2 separate regions of the Cyprinus carpio genome follow, and region 1 is linked to region 2. The links are chromatin contacts, called in public Hi-C maps. All regions are on one chromosome and are shown on one strand. Each heading gives the region's core, a stretch centred on a gene start, on an enhancer-like site or on the middle of the called end of the contact. The rest is flanking DNA. Distances are from core to core; before and after follow the strand shown. Region 1 holds the start of LOC109065711 (ADP-ribosylation factor-like protein 4A). Region 2 has its middle 39 kb from the start of LOC109065711.

Region 1 (6,665 bases), core at 2,198-4,697, 39 kb after region 2:
ATGAACTTTCAGTTGGTTTGGCTTGTTATGCAAGAACATTTTATTTTTGTTTTTAGGGGTCAATGACACGTAAGACTGTCCATGATGAAGAAAAATGTAAAAAAAAAAATACACTAGATATATTATTTATTTTTAATATACTAGATATCTAATAATATACCAGAAACTAGATTAAAACACATGTGCCAAGTTAGTTTTTCTTAGAAATGTACTGTCTGATTTCAAGTTGGTTTCATGAAAAACCTAACTTTAAAAAAAAGTTGGTTTAACCTGTTTTTCCTTACACCTTGAATACAACCTAATCTTTTTTTTTTTTTAAATGATATATTTTAAAATATATTTTTATAGGTTTTTTATTTATTTAGAATTGTTTGTTGATTTTCATTGTTTTAATTACTTTTTCTTCATTATGGTATCGTCCTGACATTTTTGACTTTATGACAAAACAATTAAATTCAGAACTTAAAGTCATTGTAACATTTTAAAATAATTATAATTTATTTATTTATTTATTTTTGCATTTTTATAGCTGATGATTCTGAAATGCATAATTAAAAGTAAACACCACAATGTACAAATGAAATAATTGCACTCTTGCAGCACCTTTAACATTTATATAGGTGTTCAGTGACAGTAAAGTACATCCTGTTTGGTCACATGCCTAGAACGCGACGAATACAGGTCACGTCATGTTACCTATTTTGCATGTCTTAATGACTTTATAAAGGAACAACCTTCTGTGACTCAACTGTGACGTGCGTCAAACAATTATCAGATTAAAAATGCAATTAGTGACCTTGTCAGGTCATAAACTTTGATAACTAGTCATGCAACAGGTAGTAATGAGGACTCAAAACATGATGTTTAGTGTAGTTGTGGATTTATTCAAAGTGTACAAATTCTGACACATAAATATGAACATCCCCCAACACACAAGCACTGAGTGACAAACTGACACATTTGAATGTGGAACAGTAGATATATAAAAAAAAAGCTTCACTCGAAGCAATACATTACTTTTTTTGTAGCATGATAAACTTAAAAAAAAAAATCAGATGCTGCAAGTTCATAGTTTACAAAAGGGAATTGCTAAAGTGCATTTAAACATCTCTTGTTGTTCAGGGAAGCACACACTGTAGGTACAGCTAGAAATGACACCAGTAGTCCTCAAACTTGGGAGAAGCTACTGCATCAACATGTTGAGTTAACCTCTTGACAGTTACCACATTCACTTGTTGAACTACTTTAGTGGTCCACCCTTCTCCAATCTGATTTCAACATTTGTGCATTCCCAAACAAGTGATCCATAAAGCTTATTCTGGTTCCCCTGTCCACCGGGACCACAAACACCCAGGGAAAATGATGGTTGGCCATTCTGGATAAAACCATTGGGGGAAAACACATCACCTGAATGTATACATTGGATTTTTCATGATGTCCATGGCAGCTTTGGTACTCAATCCTTTCATTTCAAGACTTTACATGAATGCTAGGATGCTAGGATACGTGTAACACTTCAGACGCAAGGACAAAGACTTTAGGGATAGGTCTTCGTCATTTACAAGTTCATGTCCAGTGTTGTCTTTCATGAGAACTCAGTGTACAACAAGACCTGTTGACATTTTGTAACACTTGTATTGATGTAAAAGTTCCATGTGATCGTCCCACCGCTGCTGCAATCCAACAACTAAAGTGGCAAATCAATGTTGTCCTCTTGCGGTCTCTGAACTGTATTTATTCAGAACCATTTGACTGATAAAACTCAGCCCGCCAAAACAATAATTCCAGGAGCGCAGGGCCACAATGGCCCATGGCACATCACCAGCAGAGCCACCATAGAGGCCTACCACCACATCCAGCTCACATCCCATCACCAAACAGTCATCTTTTCCTCTTCTGCTGCCTCATCATCTTTCTCCGCTTGATGATCATGGAGTGGAGACGTTCCAGGCCTTCTTGTAGACCTTCTCCGATGATGGCACAGGCTGGTTGGAGGTGCCAAGGCGTATGAGAGCCAAGCTCGTTCAGTGCCAACATCTGTTCGACTTCCCCTAGTGGCAATGCGCTACGCAGGTCCTGCTTGTTAGCAACCACCAACACGGGCACCCCCTGGTTCTCCTGGAGCCGTGTGATCTTATGCAACTCCGTCTTGGCCTCCTCCATGCGTTCGGCATCTACAGAGTCCACTACGAACACAAGGCCGTCGGCACACCGCGTATAGGAGCGCCACAGAGGCCGGAGCTTTTCCTGACCTCCTACATCCCAGAAATGAAAGGCTGCAGTCCGGCTTTTCCCACCAAGAGTTACCTTGATCTTCTCTGTGTTGAAGCCTTTGGTGGGAACTGTGTTCACAAACTCATTAAAGCGTAGCCGGTATAATACGGTAGTCTTACCGGCACAGTCCAAACCGAGAATAACAATGTGCAGGGCCTGAAAGGACGGCAGGCAGGGAAATAGGGCATGGGGCTCTGATAATCCATTCCCCATCTTGTTCCGCCACTCTGATGAGGATGAAAGTGAACGCGGAGACTCAGGAGACCAGGTGTCGCCGCTGCTACTGCTGATACTTCACCAAATATTCACAAGGCTTCTCTCGTTCCCCTGAGAAGCTGCTGCTGCTATAACCTGAAACCAAATGAAAAAGGAGATGATGCAATGAGGCCAGCAGTGGAGCACCATGACATACACACTTTTACAGCTCTCCGTTACTTGGCTGTTCATTCTAAGTAAGCATGCTTCTCTCTTTGTCATTCTAAAAGGCACACACATTCAACCTAGCTGGGTGTCATTCAGTTCCAGTGATGGTGAATGAAGGATGAAACAGCAGGAAGCCCATTTGCACATGTAGCGCCACAGGGGCACCAGAATTACGCATCGGTAAAAATCCTAGCGCGCAAAGGCTCCTGTTCATCTATTCTTGCCATTTTATTGTTTAACAGTAGTTGCCAGTTGCAAATAGAGAAAAATGCTCAAGCTGGCCTATGTAAAAGGAGAAAACACCAGTCTGTCGCAGATATCTATGGCCATCTGTAAAAGCGCTTTAGGAGGGGCTCATCTCCATACATAAAGACATGAATTTTGTCATCATTTTCTCCCCAACAAGTGATTCAACATGAGATTCATTATTATTTTGTGCGCTAAAAATGCTTAACGGGTTCCAGAACGCTATAGATGTATTACCAAAATAATAAGTTACTCTAAATTACATTATTACACAGAATAATGCTATTTTTCTACAATTTAAGCTTTGTATGCACCCGCGTATGGAAATAAAATCTCATTCGGCACCCACCTTATTTAGTGCGATCCTTGCGTTACTCGTTAGATGAAAACGTTTGCGACTATGTCCAAAATATTGTTGCCATTCAGATCAGCTGAGCCGACAAGTGTATCCGCTCCCCGTAACAGCGCCTGTTTCACTGACTCTACAGCGGGCTGCCTTCCACTTCATTCTCGCAGGCTTGGCTCCGCCCACTGTGTAGAACTACGCGCTGATTGGTTCAATTCAGTGAGCGCGTGTTATTTTCCTTGGAGTTTGATTGGTGAAAGGTCAAGCCCGTTGTCGTTTTGGACACACCTTTTCACCACCTGTTCAAGTCGCTCGAGGCGTTTAAAGTTTGAGACGCGCTTACAGGTGAGCGTTACTAGGTTATCAGTAACCTAATTCAGTTCTTTAGCTAGTATCCAAAAAGAAAGGAGTGCAGTTTCTGTTATTGGGAAATATCCACTTCATCTAATAAGTTAATGTTTCACTGAGTTGGACACTGCTTAAAAGATTCAGTGAATCATTTAGACTAAATACGAACTGATTCAGCCCGCGTGTGAGCAATTCATTCAAAAGAACCGATTCAAAAGAGTCATTCATTCACGAAACGGATATCACTGGTTCGCACCTTAACATTTGTGTGCATAAAGGGCCCCAGTAGAAGAGTCTTTAACTTTAAAGGAAGTAAAGAAAAGCTCAAAGTGTGAAAACTAACTGAATTGCTGTGTAGTGGAAAGCAAAATGCAATAAACATTAGTGAGCCAGCGCTGTCAAAGAAAAGTGTATCAAAGTGTCAGAACAATTAGCGGTGCTATCAACACACAATTAGCCCGTGATGGACGTGCTGTCACGTACACCACACATCCATTCATACACTGAATGCCCTAGACTCCCGTGATTACCCGTCCTGCGTCTTCAAACAATCGTTCGTCTGAGCCGCTTAATAAACTAGCCAGTTCAGTACAAATTAGTCTATCACTTAAAAAGATGATACTGGAACCCCATTTCAATGAAGTCTAGTGTAATGTGCATATTCAACAAAGGTTAACAAATATGCTACGTTTTAAAAAATAATGCATGAAAACTGTTTTAAATGTTCGTTTTTTTTTTTGTTTTTTTTACAATCAAGACTGTTGGGTAAGAACTTTGCGGTTTTGACAATCTAAACTTATTTTAAGTAACATATATTATAACTGAGATTAAACAGCACTCCATATGTGTTAACCTATAGTTTGGATGAAGGGTTTCGCCAATTCCGATAATGGATTTCTTGCGTAAAACGTTTTGTTTCACTTGTGCGCCATCTTGTGGTAATGGAAGGAATGGGCTCTGATTATTCACCCATTGCTTAACTCATTTAAGCCCATATTATGCCTGTAAGATTCACCTGAAACAAACTGCAGTCAATACAGTTTTATTAGTAGTCAGGGCTGGATTGGTAATCGGGCATACCGGGCATTTTCCCGGTGGGTGACGCTCTAAGGGGCCGACAGAATGTTTTTTTTTTTTTTTTTTTTTTTTTTGCCGAGGACCATCACACACGGACAGCGAGCAGCCAGTGGCCCATTGGTTTGTCTTGTGTATTGACAGTGTAAACATCCAATCACAATGCGCTATAGACAGAGCGATGAAGTATTTTGCTCCACCTGTATAAAGATCGCATCACCCCAACTTCTTCCCACGTTTTCCAAGCAGCTTTATCAGGAGCAGCCTTGCTCTGCGGTGAGTGATGCGGGCCAAAGAGCCAGGTAGGAGGAGAAGAAGAGAGTAGCTGAATCGGTAAAGTGCTTGATGGGACTCATGTGTGTGCACGCCATGTGTAGAATACGTAAACACTTTTTAATAAAACATAAATTCGCCCCCCACGATTTTTTGGTCAAGTCAAGTGTGTTCATAGAGGTTTCCGTGGGCCAATGCGAATAAAGCTAGATTTAAATGATAAAAGACACATATTGTCGGACCTGATGTTATTCTTATCCAAAACAAGATGTGATATGAGTGTGATACATGTGCTACATACTTTCTACCAGTCAAAAAAGTTTGAACAGTAAGAAAGATCCAATAGAAAAATCCAATGATCAGCATTTATCTGAAATAAAAAGCTTTTGTAAAATTATACATATACCATTCAAAAGCTTGGAAGTATAATTTTTACTTTCTTTTTTATTATTATTGGGGAAATGATAGAAATTCATACTTTTATTTAGTAAGGATGCTTTAAACTGATCAAAAGTTACAATAAAGACATTTATAATGTTACAAAAAAAATCCTTTTTAGATAAATGCTGTTCTTCTGAACTTTCTTTCCATCAAAGAAACCTGAAAAAATTATACTCTGCTCTTTTCACCATAATAATAATAATAAATGTTTTTTGAGCAGCAAATCAGAATATTTGAATGATTTCTGAAGGATCATGTGACTGGAGTAAAGATGCTAAAATTTCAGCTTTGAAATCGCAGGAATAAATTACATTTTAAAATATATTCAAATAGAAAACAGTTATTTTAAATAGTAAAAATATTTCAAAATATTACTGATTTTGCTGTATTTTGGATCAAATAAATGCAGGCTTGGTGAGCAGAAGAGAATTCTTTAAAAAATATATTAAAAATCTTACTGTTCAAAAACTTTTGACTGGTATGTATATATGTATATTGAAGTGGTGGTGGGTCGACTTGGACCAAAAGTGCCAGGGCCGATTTTTTGTCCCAGTCCAGCCCTGTTAGTAGTAGTAGTAGTAGTATTGGCCACAACTGTAACCAGTGGGAAATTTTAGTGTTAAAAAAAAAATAATCTTGTTGAACTGATAAACTGAAAGTACAAATATTTATTTTGTTTTAGCTTTTTAGTTATATTGCTCATGTAAAGGTAGTAATACAATTTTAGGATGTGAATCAAAGTTACTTGGTATAAACCCACCAGTCACAAATGTGGCCACTGACATGTTTACAAGTAGCAGGGTTGGGCAAAGATACATCAAAATGTATTTTAAAATAAAGTACCAAAAACTTTCAGTTTAAGTGTATCAAAATAAACTACAAAATACAGCAGCCACATCATGTATCAAAATAAACTACTGTATTTTTGTATTTTAAAAATACTAAAAAAACTTTTAAAAGGGAGCAGGAAATTTCTTCGCAAATCTTCCATCAATTGCTCTATCTGATCTATCGCTTCACTAGTACACTGACTCAGCTGATAAAGTAAACAATGTTTGATAGCAACAGCTTTTCTCTGCCCGAGTCATGCAATAAATCTGACATATGCAACCAGTTAACAGATAAAATATTCACAGAACCCTGTGCTCTCCCAGATGAAGGTTAGTTTTAAAGTAACCAACAGTTTAACGTTAAACAGTTTGCGAATGACTCATAATTGTATCCTAATCTAGTGTTTGTT
Region 2 (6,391 bases), core at 1,557-4,056:
CTGATCTTCAAACTGTCAGTTTGCTGCTTTGGCATGTGCACATCACACTGAACGTGATCCAGCAGGGATCAGAAATATTTGATAAAAATGTATTTATTTATTTATATATTCATTTATTTATAATGTGTAGCCTACTTATAGCAAATAGTGTTTATAAAATTCTAAATTAAATTTGATTCTAAATTCAAATTTCACAGTATTTACCTCCTGATCTGAAACCAGGTATCATTATTATAGTCAGTATTAATTCGAAAATAATGTATTCTTTGTGTTTTTAAAAAATTCTAAGGTAGTAAAACGATAGTTAATATTTCGTGTTACCCATTTCAAGTCTCATTAATCGAAGAATCACCCACTTTTTCCAGTTACTTTTATAGTTTATTCTGAATTCCCTTGCTTTTTATAGCTTCATGAGTTTTATCACATGTATTGTTTTATTTTATTACAGAGAGCCTAAATGAAACCCAATGTGCCCGGTTTCAGAGCTCTATGAACATGAGATAAAAGTCAGTTCCTCAATGCTACCTGTAGTAAAACAGACAATCCCATGAAGATGACTAAATTGGTTCTATAAGCAAGGTGAAATTCAGATACATACTATACATCATAAAATTTGTCAAATTATTCCAAAGTTGGACACTCAGGATGAAGCTTATCTCACTTAGGGGACCGCTTGATTCTGAGCGTGACGAAGCAACCTGAACATCTGTTTCTTCAAACATAGATAAAACAACGCTTAGCTTTCAAAGACATCATTGCCCCACATTTGTTAATGATGAAAATGATTGCATTGCCAGAAATGATTCCTGCTCTTCTCCAGCAACAGACAGGCATAGCATCCAAAAACCTTCTACCATCCCTGAGCCAAATTTCCACTAGAAATCAAAAGTTGGAAGGGCTTGCATGTTCAGATCTTCCAGTAAATCAGGTTGATCAAATGAGTTAATGTCTGACTGGCAAGCATCATCTGTCATGCAGCTCATGTTTGGACCATGCCAAGTTCCACACTCACACTGGCGACATCACTCTCTTACCCGCAAAGAACGACAGGATTCCTTTATTCAACCTTCTGGAATCATGTTCGTCTCTCATCATTTGTGTTCCACCATAAAGCACTAACACGTCTTCTGTCGCACTGGGACAAATCACTTTAAAACACTTCATACCCGTGACCACTGTATTTAAATGTACCGTGTGCATTTTGAGAGATAGAATTTGGAAAGTTCACTGATAAAAGCCAGAGAGGAAAACTGCTCTGCATCAGAGAGAAAGGACTATGACTTCACACACTGTCTCTCCTCAAACGCACCCCTCTCTCAGTCTTTCTCTCTCGCTCAGTCATTGATTTGTCTCCGCATTACAGAGTAGCCTGATGATGTCATGGTTTGCAAGCACTGACAGCAATGCATTGAGCCATGCCAAATTTCCATAAAATTTATGTTATGATTAACCCATCCATCCATTCCCCCTTTTTTTTTTTTTTTTTTTTGAGGTTTCAGATCATTTTGTGCTGAGAAAAGAACATATAAAAAAATATATACTAAAAAAAGTAAATTAGCTTTTAACAAAAAGTAGCTTTTATGTACATGCAGATCAAAAAGATCGTGATTTATCACATCCTAAATAAAAGTTTTTGTTTACATATTATATGTGTCTGTGTACTGTGTATATTTTTATGTATATATAAAGACACATACAGTATATATTTTGAAAATATGTACATGTATTTACATGTGTATATTTAAATTAATATAATTTATATTATATATTAATATATTTCATATATAAACAGTATATTTTTTATGTGTGTGTATTTATATATACATAATAAATATACACACACACATATATTATGTAAACAAAAACTTTTATTTTGGATGTAATTAATCTTTTGACAGCACTTATATGTATCGAATTAATACCTTTTTGATCTGCATGTTCTTAAAAGCTATTTTTGTATTGCTTAATACAATTTTAAGGGGTAAAGCATGGTAATGAATATAAAAATTCTAGGTTTTTGCCTTTAACTGCACTAGGTTTTCTTTGTGCTTCTTTTTTCATATCCACTTTTATAGTGCAGGTGGAATAATTCAAAATGTATTGTTGTATAAACAGTTGACCAGGTTATAGATTTTATCTGACAGTGTTCTCTGATTGAATTGTGGCCTTTAATCAAAGCTAACAGCGCCATCATGTGGTCTTGTCTGGAATAGGCATGTGGAAAAAAAGTCAAGATATGCTAAGTATAAAATTATGTAAATATTTGCATTCTCCTTTACAAACCTGTGTGTCATCTAATTTAACTGTAATGGCCTGATCTTTTTACACTATGTTATACAAGTACAATGGCAAACTGAGTTTGCCAATACAACTGATGAGCCACTAGGTGGAGGTGTTGTAATCTAAACCATGACAGCCAAAAAATTATAATATTCCAGTTGCTGGAAAATTTAAAGTTGGACAGCTGATTCTTGAAATTTCAACTACTAAATAATTTGTCATCTCCCTATTAGGTTTCATGTACTGCTATTTCCAGTAAGCCACTTTAAAGAACTTTGTCCGTAAGGCATTTCTGAGCTTTTATTTGATCGCCTGTCTGTTCCTTTTACAAATAATTCCTCTATGTAGTCCATTATATTCACTGAATTATGCAATCAAAGTCTCTTTATTCAACTGTATAAAAGCACACTGTGTTCATGTTGTTTTTGGACCTGAGAATCATGGGAAGTTAAGTGCTCTGAGTGCTGTGGGTCAAGGCTGAGAGGAAATATAAAACAAAAACAGTTTAAAGCTGCTTCACTGGACATGTACAGCACAGCACTACAACTGCTAAAACTGAATCATCTCGGTCTCCGCAAGCCTATTATCTGACGCTACAGAATAATGAACTAGGATGAAATGGAGTTATCACCTCAGGGCTTATACTGTATGTGTGGGAGAGAAAGCAAGCGCTTTCTGGAAGGAACACAGGGAGAGATGCCCTGGAAATCAGGTTCGGAACACTGGTTGCTGGAGGAGGCAGTGAGTTATATTAAGTAGAACACACACAGATACCTAATTCTTTACTTGAGTTCTGTTTTAGAGGTCAATGCTCTAAATAGCTGTATTTCAGTGGAATTCCAGAGATCTGTGTGGATTCAAACACAGTAGGAGTAAAGCTCTACAGAAACAGTGGGTTCATGAATCTAGTCATGAACTGAGTAAATAATTCAACTGATTTGAGCGCTTCAGTATTGATATTGAAAAACGAACTGTATGAACTGTATGTACATATTATCAGACTCTGTTTGGTGTTTTGTGTGTGTTTAGTTCAAGCTTGTGTTTCCTTATGCCCATATTTGGTTGTTCCTGTCCTCTTGGTTCCATTCTCAGTTCATTAGTCTCCACCTGTGTTTGTTTATTTGATTCAGGTGTGTTCAATTTAGTCCCTGGTTAAGTTGTGTATTTAATATGGTCTGCCCAATGTTTCTTTGTCGAGTCTTAAATGTCATCTCGTGTTTGTATTTCTGCTTTTCTCATGTTAGTGTTGAAAAATTTGTTAAATCAACGTTATTATAGGTTTGTGAATCATGTATAGTTTCAATACAGAAAGATTCATACTGAATGTTGAACACTAACTTGCAGTCATAATCTGAGGTCATTTGTTCTTCTATTGTTTTTCCTCTCTGCATCCTCTTCTGTCTGTGTACTTGAGGCTCTTTGACTTATCTGGAGCATGTATGAAGGATCCCAGCACGAAGCCAGGTTTGTCAGGTAGGATGGAGGCTGGGATGACATAGATACATTAGAGAGAAGTGCTACCAGAAGCATGAATGAGATGATGTTACCAGGCACATCCCACGAATAGTGAACAGTTTAGATAAACTTTTATACAGCAAAAAATTGACTTCGCGAAAATAGCTAGTTTTAAATGCATCAAATATCTAAATTTCTCCACTAAACATTGGGATTTTATATTTCCCACTTGGTCTGATTGCCGCGGGGCCCGTTGCGACCGCACCAGCTGCACATAAGGACGGCCCTGATTATAGTAACAAGCTATTTCCTTTTAATTATTAGTTAATTACATTTTAATTTAGCTGTATCCCACATTTTGTTACCACATGATTTTGCACACAAGGTGTTTTGTCAAACTTGAACATTTAACTCTGTTACAAACATTACTGTATGACCAAATAAATATCCTTTCTTTAATTTAGTGGAAATATAGCTTCAGCTACTATAAATCCACCTTTGCCCCCAAACTTGCTAGTTACTGAATGGTGGCCTTATTTAAAGGGATAGTTCACAAGTTCACATATAAAGTCTGATCAACACAAAAAGGCGTAGAGCTCATTAAATATGGTACAATGAAAGCTCAATCATACTTGCTTAAAGCACAAGAACCAATGGTGATTTCTTGTGCATCCAACAAGTGCATTTGAGCTACCATTTTTACCATATGTGCTCTATGCATGTTGATCAATGTTTATACAGTACACTCTTAAAAATAAAGATTCTTTATTGTCATCTGTGGTGCCATGAAGAACCTATAAGATGAACGGAACCTTTCTGTTGGACAAAACATAATTTAAAATTTTAAATTTAAAGCCAAAACGGTCCTTTAGATACTTATTCTTCACACTTAGAAGAAAAAATGGTTATTTTAGGAGCTGTTCACTGAAAGGTTCTTTGGAAAACCAAAAATGCTTCCAAAAATTGCTGTTGAGAGGGTGTGTGAATAGCCTGTTCATCACATAAAGTGATTGTGTCTTTTCAGAAGACTTATATCAAACCATTCAGTGCATATGTACAGTATTACTTCTGGTGGAATTGGTGGAAACATGGAAGATGTAATAAGATGAAACACTAAAAGAGGATGCTATAAGAAATCAACATTGGCACATGTAAAGCCGTTACATGAAACGTGCTATGTATCACAGGCAGTAAAAAAAAAAAAAGATGTGAAAAAACAGCATTTATTAGAACCATATTATACTTCTCGTTTCCTAACATGTTAAACCTATTATGGTTGTGTTTGTGTGTTTTGAGGTTGTGTAAAGCAGGATGTACTCTACAGTGTGAGCTGTGAACAACCAGACCAAAGTGGAAAAAGGTGAGCCCAGATGAGCGTCACATGAGAAGTGAAAGTTACTCAGGATTTTTTTTTTACTCCTATTTTTCTGCAGGAAACAGGCAGTTTTGATGTTTTCCAAAACAATGTGTGTCAGAAAGGCGGGACAGATCATATACGCTCCATGAAATACTCAAGAGTGTTATAGAGCAGGGAACGACTCAGTGAAGAAGAAAACAGCAATGCAGTGAGAGCAGAATAAATTCAGAGCACATCAGCTCATCATGGGATCTTTCCAAGCTTCATATGAAGTCTCCAGGGCTCTCCTCATCTTCAGAGTTGAAGGAAATCCAGTGTTAAAGCTCCACTGCGCTGCGTGACTGGGAGCAAACAGATAAACATCCATCCGTGCTTGTGTTTTCCGTGTTTGCTCCCAGTAGAAGAGAAGAACTAAAAAACTACAAAAAAAACAAAAAAAAGAAACACAAAACCCACATACAGCACCCAAACAAACACAGACACTCCCACATCTGTCACCAGAATAGAGGTTTTGAGACGTGTTTCGAGGACTCCGCTGGGGGAAGAAGGCCTCTTCTTGTTTTCGACACGTCTAATCTCTGTAAGCCTCATCGCTTTCAGAGTTTTTGATGTCGAGATAATGCCACATGTGCACCCCCGGAAACCTTAAACCCTGTTCCTCCGCAAACACACCAGGGATTGTCGGTAGCGAGCGCTGCAGATTATAGAAAGATTACTGGGGGTCAGAGGTCAGATAAATGTTTCACTGCAGCTGATCGTGTTGAAAATACATTCTGACACCTTCAAAAGGAGTTAACCTTATGACCGTAAATATGCCAGGTATCTGCTGCTGTACAAACGTGCAGCCATAAAACACTTTAAATGAGCTGTTTGTGCCTGAGACCGATAAGGACGTGAAGTAATTTCTCTCTATTTGTTTTCATCTTAGAAAAGAATGTTAGTGTACAGAGTGTTACACTTTATAGATCCCTTAAAAGAAAATGTCTGGAATGTCCAGAGGAATAACATCCATTTCCTATTTGTACAGCTTGTACCATCTGAAACATATTGCTCTTAAAGTTGAAAGCACAGATACAGCGAGTGAATGTTTTTTTTAAATCAGCTGGGATATAGCAGTGTTCCATTTTATTAATGATAAAAAAAATTTAAAATAAAAATGATGATGCTGATGTTGAAAATTAAGCTTTGCATCACATTAATAATTTGCATTTTAAAAAATTGAAATAGAAAGTAGTCATTTTAAATTGTAATGATATTTAACTCTCCCTGTTTTTACAGTATTTTTGATCAAAGATCAAA

Evidence for each region. A called contact is a pair of places that touch in the nucleus more often than the background predicts.
Region 1: a contact with region 2 is called in a Hi-C map of red blood cells, with 9 times the contacts expected there. The contact joins the promoter of LOC109065711 here to the enhancer-like site in region 2. A contact is called at or near these places in 7 of 8 Hi-C or Micro-C datasets (liver, red blood cells and skeletal muscle).

What each region holds. Positions count from the first base shown.
Region 1 is chrB19:9,650,972-9,657,636 of ASM1834038v1, forward strand. LOC109065711 (ADP-ribosylation factor-like protein 4A) reads right to left here and starts at 3,448. Exons shown (of 2, transcript XM_019082717.2): 1 at 3,293-3,448; 2 at 864-2,625. The coding sequence starts at 2,487. The coding sequence ends at 1,882.
Region 2 is chrB19:9,612,430-9,618,820 of ASM1834038v1, forward strand. No RefSeq gene overlaps it. Among protein-coding and RNA genes, the nearest start is that of LOC109065711, 39 kb to the right of the region's middle. Within about 2 kb of position 2,807, at least 1 of the 8 cell types and tissues checked has an H3K27ac peak or open chromatin away from gene starts, as enhancers often do.